Regions from separate parts of the Danio rerio genome. Here regions 1 and 2 are each linked to region 3. The links are chromatin contacts, called in public Hi-C maps. All regions are on one chromosome and are shown on one strand. The core of a region is the stretch at or near the end of the contact, and the rest is flanking DNA. Distances in the headings are between cores, read along the strand shown.

What was found. Hi-C and Micro-C count contacts between places; a contact is called where the count stands out from the background.
Region 1: a Hi-C map of an unstated tissue shows a contact between it and region 3, with 2.9 times the contacts expected there. The contact joins the promoter of rrp9 here to the promoter of arl8bb in region 3. A contact is called at or near these places in 1 of 18 Hi-C or Micro-C datasets (an unstated tissue) and 1 of 4 datasets of contacts at active chromatin or transcription factors (embryo).
Region 2: a contact with region 3 is called in a Hi-C map of hematopoietic stem cells, with 3 times the contacts expected there. The contact joins the enhancer-like site here to the promoter of arl8bb in region 3. A contact is called at or near these places in 6 of 18 Hi-C or Micro-C datasets (caudal fin, embryo, fibroblasts and 2 more) and 2 of 4 datasets of contacts at active chromatin or transcription factors (caudal fin and embryo).

The regions. Positions count from the first base shown.
Region 1 is chr11:38,627,726-38,630,560 of GRCz12tu, forward strand. It overlaps rrp9 (ribosomal RNA processing 9, U3 small nucleolar RNA binding protein), which reads right to left and starts at 1,321. Exons shown (of 15, transcript NM_001118895.1): 1 at 1,142-1,321; 2 at 931-1,016. The coding sequence starts at 1,210. si:ch211-213o11.11 reads left to right here and starts at 2,339. Exons shown (of 2, transcript XM_021479881.3): 1 at 2,339-2,704.
Region 2 is chr11:37,857,271-37,859,970 of GRCz12tu, forward strand. It overlaps sema3fb (sema domain, immunoglobulin domain (Ig), short basic domain, secreted, (semaphorin) 3Fb), which reads right to left. Exons shown (of 18, transcript XM_068224391.2): 10 at 2,652-2,700; 11 at 2,364-2,508; 12 at 1,284-1,506. Among named protein-coding and RNA genes, the nearest start is that of zgc:112970, 66 kb to the right of the region's middle. Within about 2 kb of position 1,396, at least 5 of the 62 cell types and tissues checked have an H3K27ac peak or open chromatin away from gene starts, as enhancers often do.
Region 3 is chr11:38,140,294-38,143,041 of GRCz12tu, forward strand. arl8bb (ADP-ribosylation factor-like 8Bb) reads right to left here and starts at 1,432. Exons shown (of 7, transcript NM_001326478.1): 1 at 1,194-1,432. The coding sequence starts at 1,316.

The DNA of each region.
Region 1 (2,835 bases), core at 71-2,570, 490 kb after region 3:
ATATTCGCTCATTCGGACTTTCCCCTTAATAATATAATTTTATAAAAGTATTATTTGCAAACTCTAATTAGCGAAATCATATTAGCAGCCAATGACTATCAAAGTACAACATTGTTCACAATCAAATAAACAGTGTTAAGTCAAGGCAAGTTTATTTATATAGCACATTTCATACACAGTGGCAATTCAAAGTGCTTTACATAATAAGAATAAAAGAAACGAGTATAAGAAAAATAAAAGCAAATAATAAAAATGATAAAAAAACAAAAAAAGATAAAATGTAATATAAAAGAATAAAAAAGAAGAGAAAACATAATAGTGCAATCTGTCAGACGCAGCACAGTGCTCATTCAGTAAAGGCACAGCTAAACAGATGTGTTTTCAGTCTTGATTTGAATGTGCCTAATGTTGGAGCACATCTGATCATTTCTGGAAGCTGATTCCAGCAGCAAGGGGCATAGTAGCTGAAAGCTGATTCACCCTGCTTTGAATGAACTCTTGGAACTTCTAGTTAATGGGATCCTAAAGATCTGAGTGATCTGTTAGGTTTGTATTCAGTCAGCATATCTGTAATGTATTTAGGTCCTAGGCCATTTAGTGATTTATAGACAAGTAATAATACTTTAAAGTCTATTCTGACTGTAACTGGGAGCCAGTGTAAAGACCAGAGGACAGGTGTGATGTGCTCTGATTTTCTGGTTCTGGTCAGAATCCTGGCCGCAGTGTTCTGGATGAGCTGCAACTGTCTGACTGTCTTTTAGGAAGACCAGTTAATGTTGTTTTCAAGTCCTAGATGCATGCTAATTCCCATCGAATATTCAAAGTAAAATAGTAAACAATATAGAGACTTCTTAATGAACGGATGTGCGAATATAAAACCAACCTTACCTCTATTGTAAACTGCAGTAACGTTAGTTCAGATAACATTACCTTTCATTTTCTGAGTCACTCGAGATTTCTTCATTCATTCGTTTACTGAACCTTTTGGATCTCCCTTTGCCGTCGTCTGTATTACTCTTGACATGCCGAATATGAACATAAAAACGTTATTATTACACAATATCAGAGAGATGTGCATCAAATAACATCATGAACGCTACAACTCTACTTTTAAGTCTCATTTAGCTCAATTCAAACGTACCTTTCGTTTTAAATCTCCTTTATTCGTTGCTGAAGAGACGAGTTTTTTCTTTATGAAGAAGGACGACATGATGGCGTTTTTACTTAACTGATTTTTAGAAGTAATTTGAGGATGTTTAAGTTTATTTAGTGCTCTCTGCTGGCACTCACATGGTCACAAACACATGCTTCCGGAGGCTCTTCTTCTGGGTTGGTTTACACGAGTGTGTTTGAGATACAGCGCTGCTCACTGGACAGAGCAGACATTACAGACGCACTTAATGACTGAATGAAACTCATGTTTTAAAAATAGTAATACATTAAATAATATACACATGCATACATAGTTAACTTAGTAAATAATATAATACTAGTTAAACTTATACTGTAAATAATAAATACAAACACACACACACACAAACACACACACACAATAGTGATAAATAAAAAGTACATGAAATAAAACACACAACACAAACATATGCAATAAATCAAGTACAGTATACTATGCTGGCAACACGGTGGCACAGTGGGTAGCGCAGTCACCTCACAGCATGAAGGTTGTGTTCCCTGAGTTCCGGCTGGATCAGTTGGCAATTCTATGTGGGGTTTGCATGTTCTCCCCATGTTGGCGTGGGTTTCCTCGGTATGTCCTGGTTTCCACCACAGTCCAAACACATGCGCTATAGGTGAATTGAATAAACAAAAATGGTCGGTTGTGTGTGTGTGTGTGTGTGTTTGTGTGTGTGTATGTGTGTGTGTGTGTGTGTGTGTGTGTGTGTGTGTGTGTGTGTGTGTGTGTGTGTGTGTGTGTGTGTGAATTAATGAGAGTGTATGGGTGTTTCACAGTACTGGGTTGCAGCTGGAAGGGCATCCGCTGTGTAAAACATATGCTGGATAAGTTGGTGGTTCATTCTGCTGTGGCGACCCCTGATGAATAAAAGAACTAAGCTGAAAAGAAAATGAAGAAAATAAAAATGATATATGTTATTATATAATGATAATAAAAAGTGAAACAATACAATAAAATATACACATACAAACATAAAAATATAATAAAACAATTCATAAGAATAATAATAAAATTTTAAAAAGTTGCAAATATTTTTACTATTATTATTAATAATGTTCACAATAACCAAAGTAATTAATAATCTTTATTATTTATTGTTTTCTTATTGCATGTGTTTGTGCAAATATGTTTTAATATAGTGTGAGTGACTATTACGATTGGTGACTGTCCTGGTCAGCTGCTTTCTGCACTCTCTCTCTCTCTCTCTCTCTCTCTCTCTTTCTCTCTCTCTCTCTCTATCAGTTTGAGTCTCAGTGTTGCAGTGTGTTATTGTTGTCTTCTTCGCCTCCTCTGTTAGGGTGAACTGACTCAGTGTAATGAGTGTCTGTGTAATGGACTGACCTGCACATCATGTACATCTGTCAGTGTAATGGTTTCCGCTGCTCTTAAGTGCAAAGACCAAACACAACTCCATCAAGCTCCCTAAAGTGCTGGATAAACTCCCCCGATGGACAGATCCGGGATTCGGGAACACTGAAGGATGCTCGACCAGATCTACGTGACAGATGTCAGGTGAGATTTATATATTTATTGCTATTTGTAGGTTTTAAAGAATGAAAATACATACAAATACTGTTCGGACTAAACATCTAGCTTGTTACTCTTACATGGATCGTCTGATGGAACTGTTTAGGCTTCTAATA
Region 2 (2,700 bases), core at 146-2,645, 280 kb before region 3:
AAATAATAAATAATTAATAAAAACAATAATGTTAATAATATTAATTTCATATAATTTTAAGCCCCTAAAATCATGTCTGCATTAATTATTAAAATAGGTCACAAGTTAGGGTGTTCAATTTTCTGAACTAAGCTAAAACAATTATTCCAAAATTAAAAACATAAATAATATTAATAATAATAATAATAATAATAATAATATTGTTGTTGTTGTTGTTGTTGTTGTTGTTTCTTGTCATTTTAAGATCATAAAAATCAAGTCTGAAATAATTATGAAATATGTCATAGGTTAGGTTAGGGTGTTACATTTTCTAAACTAAGCTAAAATAATTTCTTCAAAATAATAATAATAATAACAATAATAATAGTTTCTTGTCATTTTAATATTTTAAAATCATCTCTGCATAATTATGAAAATATAATTATTAGGGTGTTAGATTTTCTAAACTAAGCTAAATAATTACTTTAAAATAATAATAATAATAATAATAATGTCTTGTCATTTTAAGATTTAAAAATAATCTCTGCATAATTCTGAAAATGTCATAGGTTAGGGTGTTAAATTTTCTAAACTAAGCTAAAATAATTTCTTCAAAATAATAATAATAATAACAATAATAATAGTTTCTTGTCATTTTAATATTTTAAAATCATCTCTGCATAATTATGAAAATATAATTATTAGGGTGTTAGATTTTCTAAACTAAGCTAAATAATTACTTTAAAATAATAATAATAATAATAATAATGTCTTGTCATTTTAAGATTTAAAAATAATCTCTGCATAATTCTGAAAATGTCATAGGTTAGGGTGTTAAATTTTCTAAACTAAGATAAAATAATTTTTTTCAAAATCAAAAACAAATAATAATAATAATATTTTGAATAAAAACAACCACAACAACAACAACAATAATAATAATAATAATAATAATAATAATAATAATAATAATAATAATAATAATAATAATTTTAAAACCTTTAAAATCATGTCTGCATTAATAATGAAATGAGGTCATCGGTTAGTTTGTTAAATAAATTATATTAAATTATGTTAATTAGCACAGTAACTCTGACAGATCAAAATTGTAAAATAACAAATATTTTATAACTAAATTAAATAAATATGAAAATAAAATAAAACAAAAAATGTGAGAAACAAAAAACAAGTGAAAGCTCCCTGCGCTGTAATATGAATAACTTGAAAATATTTGATTGTGTATATTAGTCTGTATTGTATTTATAGTTAATGTAAATGCATGAAAAAAAAATCATGAAACTCACCTGTTCCCAGGAAGAGCACCTCATAGTTTCCGTCGGCCGCTGTGACCTGATCCACAGTGATGGTTGTGAACTCATAGTCCACGTTGGTCCTGACCACCAGAGGGCGCTTGTGCACTGGATACACGGAGTTATACATGGTGGGATGATTCCGCATGAAGTTGATGACCTCGTCTGGGTAGTCCTTAGTGGACTTCATGTTCGGGGTGAAAGTCCCACCAGGACACTGAAAAACAAACAAGCAAACAAACCCATTGTAAAAAAAAAAAAAAAAAAAAAAAAAAAAAAAAAAAAAATCCATTGTATTGAAATGCTGAAGATTAACTTTATACTAAATGATTAACAGTTTCAATCGGTGCTTCAGCTTGTTTAAAGTTTGACTATTAAAGGGACAGATAAAAAGTACCAACATCACCAACAGCACAAAAGAATATATTTTAAAGAATGTTGAAAAGTGGTTACTACTGACATCCATAGTAGGAATTAACTTACAGTGGAAGTCAATGGCTACTAACATTCTTTAAAGTATCTTTTTTTTTGCATTCACAAACAACACAAACGAAGATATTTTGAAGAATGTTGGAAACTGGTTACCATTGACATTTGTAGTAAGAATTAAATATTTGGAGGTTAATGGCTTCAAACATTCTTCAAAATATCTTCTCTTGTGTTCACCAACAACACAAAAAATGATATTTTGAAGAATGTTGTAAACTGGTTAACGTTGACATCCATGGTAGGAATTAAATATACTATGGAATTAATGGCTCCTAACATTCTTCAAAATATCTTCATTTGTTTTCATCGACAACACAAAAGAAGATATTTTGAAGAATGTTGGAAACGGGTTACCATTGGCATCTGTAATAGGAAATGAAATATACCATGGAAGTCTAACATTCTTCAAAATATCTACTTCTGTGTTCAACAGATGAAAGAAACTGATCTGAACTGAAATGATGACAGTTTAATTTTTTGGGGTGAACTATTAACCTTCAGCAGCAGGTCTAGATTAATGTTACTCACTAGTTTGCCAATAATCCGTCTTAATATCAGTATTCTGGTACATAAGGCAGAACTTACTGTTCCCGGACGGGGGTAGGGGATTTTCCCAGTGTAGGCCACCCACTGGTAATTGGGACCTTCTTTGTGGGCAAAAGGTCCATTGAACACCATCCGAATGTCCGCCATGGAGTAGACGCAGACCGCCGAGCCCTTGAATACAGAGCTGGAGGGGAAAATATGAGCGTTTTTGTTAGAAAGTTCATATGTGGAACTAAGTGCTGCTAGAGGTGGAAAGAGAAAAAAGCAGATGCAAACACCTTCCAGAGTTAGTTACAGTTTCCAGATGGAGGAAAAGCTGAGACTCACCCGGACACAGAGAAGACCCCGTAGATGACTGGGTTTTTAGTGTCCTGCG
Region 3 (2,748 bases), core at 182-2,681:
AGTTCATTCCGCTGTAGCAACCCCGGATTAATGAAGGGATTCAGCCAACAAGAAAATGAATAAATAAATGATAATATCTTAGAAGGAGATAATAATCACAATTTTTTTTTTTTAAAAATCACAATAATCCTAAAGCTTAAATGTTTAACTTTGCAGTGAATTTATCTAGTTACATAGATTCTGTATATTAAACTATTTTATATTACATTTATTGTATTTATATTATATTAACCCTTTGATGCACAAGCTATAAAATAGATATAGAAAAAATAAACAGACGGGTCAATTTAGACCCATGAAGTGCATTAAAGGGTTAAACTTATATAAACTACAAAACGCCAGTGGCCACATAATATAATATAATATAATATAATATAATATAATATAATATAATATAATATAATATAATATAATATTTTTCCCAGTGATGGGTTGCGGCTGGAAGGCCATTCAGCATAAAAACGTGCTGGATAAGTTGGCGGTTCATTCCGCTGTAGCGACCTTGGATTAACAAAGGGATTAAGCCGAAAAGAAAATGAATGAATAAATGAATGAATGAATGAATATAATATAATGTAATGTAATGTAATATAATATTATATAATTCGAACTATATAATTTATTAAAAATATTTATACATATTTTAAACGCTTTATATAAAAGAAAACAGCCCCATTCCTTATTTTAATGCTTTGAAACGAATAATATAATACAATAAATATAATATAATATAATATAATATAATACAATATAAGATAAGATAAGATAATAAAATATAATATAACATCTTAGAAGGAAATAATAATCTAGAATTTAGAAGTTAGAATTTAACTAGTCATATAGATTCTGTATATTAAATTATGATATTTTACATTATATGCATATTACATTAAGCTCTTAGAAACTATAAAACGCTAGTGACCATCTCATAAACCCTAAAAGTCATATTATTGACAAAATACAATCATTAAACTCTACATGGTTTGTAAATAAATAACATATCATATGCAAACTTGACCCTATGTGAAACATCCCAACCAAACTCTTCACAGCACATGACTAATATAAACAGGTTTTAAAGCTGTCCTCCGCCTCTGTCTGGCCTTGAGTCATCAGCATGACAGCATGACATCATTTACACATGACAGCAGTACATTATCAACAACTCAGACAAGCACTGAATGCAGACTTACAGCAATCACGTTGACGAAAGTGGTTTTCCCGGAGTACTGAAGGCCCACCAGCGTGAGCTCCATCTCCTCCTTCCAGAAGAGCGACCTGATCCAGTCGAGGAGCCGGTGGAAGAGGGACAACATCTCTGCGCTGCTGCGGGACAAATCCGACGGTCAGGATGATGAGTCTGTGTTCCTGCTGGAGATAGGAAAAAAAGTCTGAAAGAGGAAGCGGCTCGAGTCATGTGACATCAGCTGACGCGCATCAAACGTGCCGCTCAACCTTGACGCTAACTTTCAGAATAAAAGTCCGATAGAACAAAAGTCCTATAGTATTTGTTTATTTATTTTTATTTTTGTATTTATTTTTTATGATTATGCTTTAAACAACAGATACATGAAACAACAATGCCCGCGTGATAGAAGGTAAATAATAATAAAAAAATATTTAAAAATAAGGAAACAAAACAAACACAAAAAACAAGAGTATAAATAATCAAACCCAATACTTACAATTACAAACAAGCAGGACCTTTACATTAATCAAAAATTATGAAAATAGAGCACAAATGGCAGTTTTAATGTTGAATAATACAAAAGTAATTTTTCAGTTCCTTATAAAACGTAAATCAGGGTTTTTGTTGAAAATTGTACACTTATGAATATGAAACTTAATCAACAAAATAAATAGATTATTAACAAAACTTCATTATTCAGATTATTATAATTAACATATCTTGATAGTGTTATGTTTATTGTAATGTCTCCCCCCCCCCCCCCCCCCCAAAAAAAAATTAATTATGTCATCATTTACTCTCCCTGTGGTTGTAATCCTATTTGAGTTTCTTTCTTCTGCTGAACATAAAGAAGATATTTAGAAAAATGCTGGTTGTTGGGATCGATTGACTTCCATAGTATTTTTTGGAAGTAGATGTGTAACAATCTTAAAATTAAAATATATAATTTTGTGTTTAACAGAAAAAGAAACTCAAATATTGTGAATAAGTGAATGGTGAGTAAATGATGACAAAACTTTTCTTTTTGGGTGTACTTGAACTTCAATGGACATACATTTCATAATACTGAGGATATATATAAGAATATATAATTTCTACACTCTAAGAAACAAAAAGTACATGCGCTGTCACTGGGGTGGTACCTTTTCAAAAGGTACAAATTTGTACCTAAAATGTCCACATTAATACCTCAAGGGTTCATATTAGTACCTAAAAAGTACAAAAGTGTTCCACTTAAAATGTTTAGGTACTAATGTATACTTTAAGGTACCAGTGTGTACCCTTTAGGTACAAACGTGTACCTTTTGAGAAGGTACCACCCCAGTGACAGCTCGTGTATTTATTTCTGAGAGAGTATATACAGTATATTTTTTACTTTTATTAAAACGCCATTTTCAGAAAGGAAGCAGGTTAAACTGACTTCTGAAATAAATATGTGCTATATTTGCTGTGAAATGTCTTTGTATGTTTTAATTTTCATAGTTAAAAGAAGGAAAGAAACATAAAAACGTAGCCAAATAAATAACGTTCTAGAAAAAAACAACGCTTTTTTAATGAAA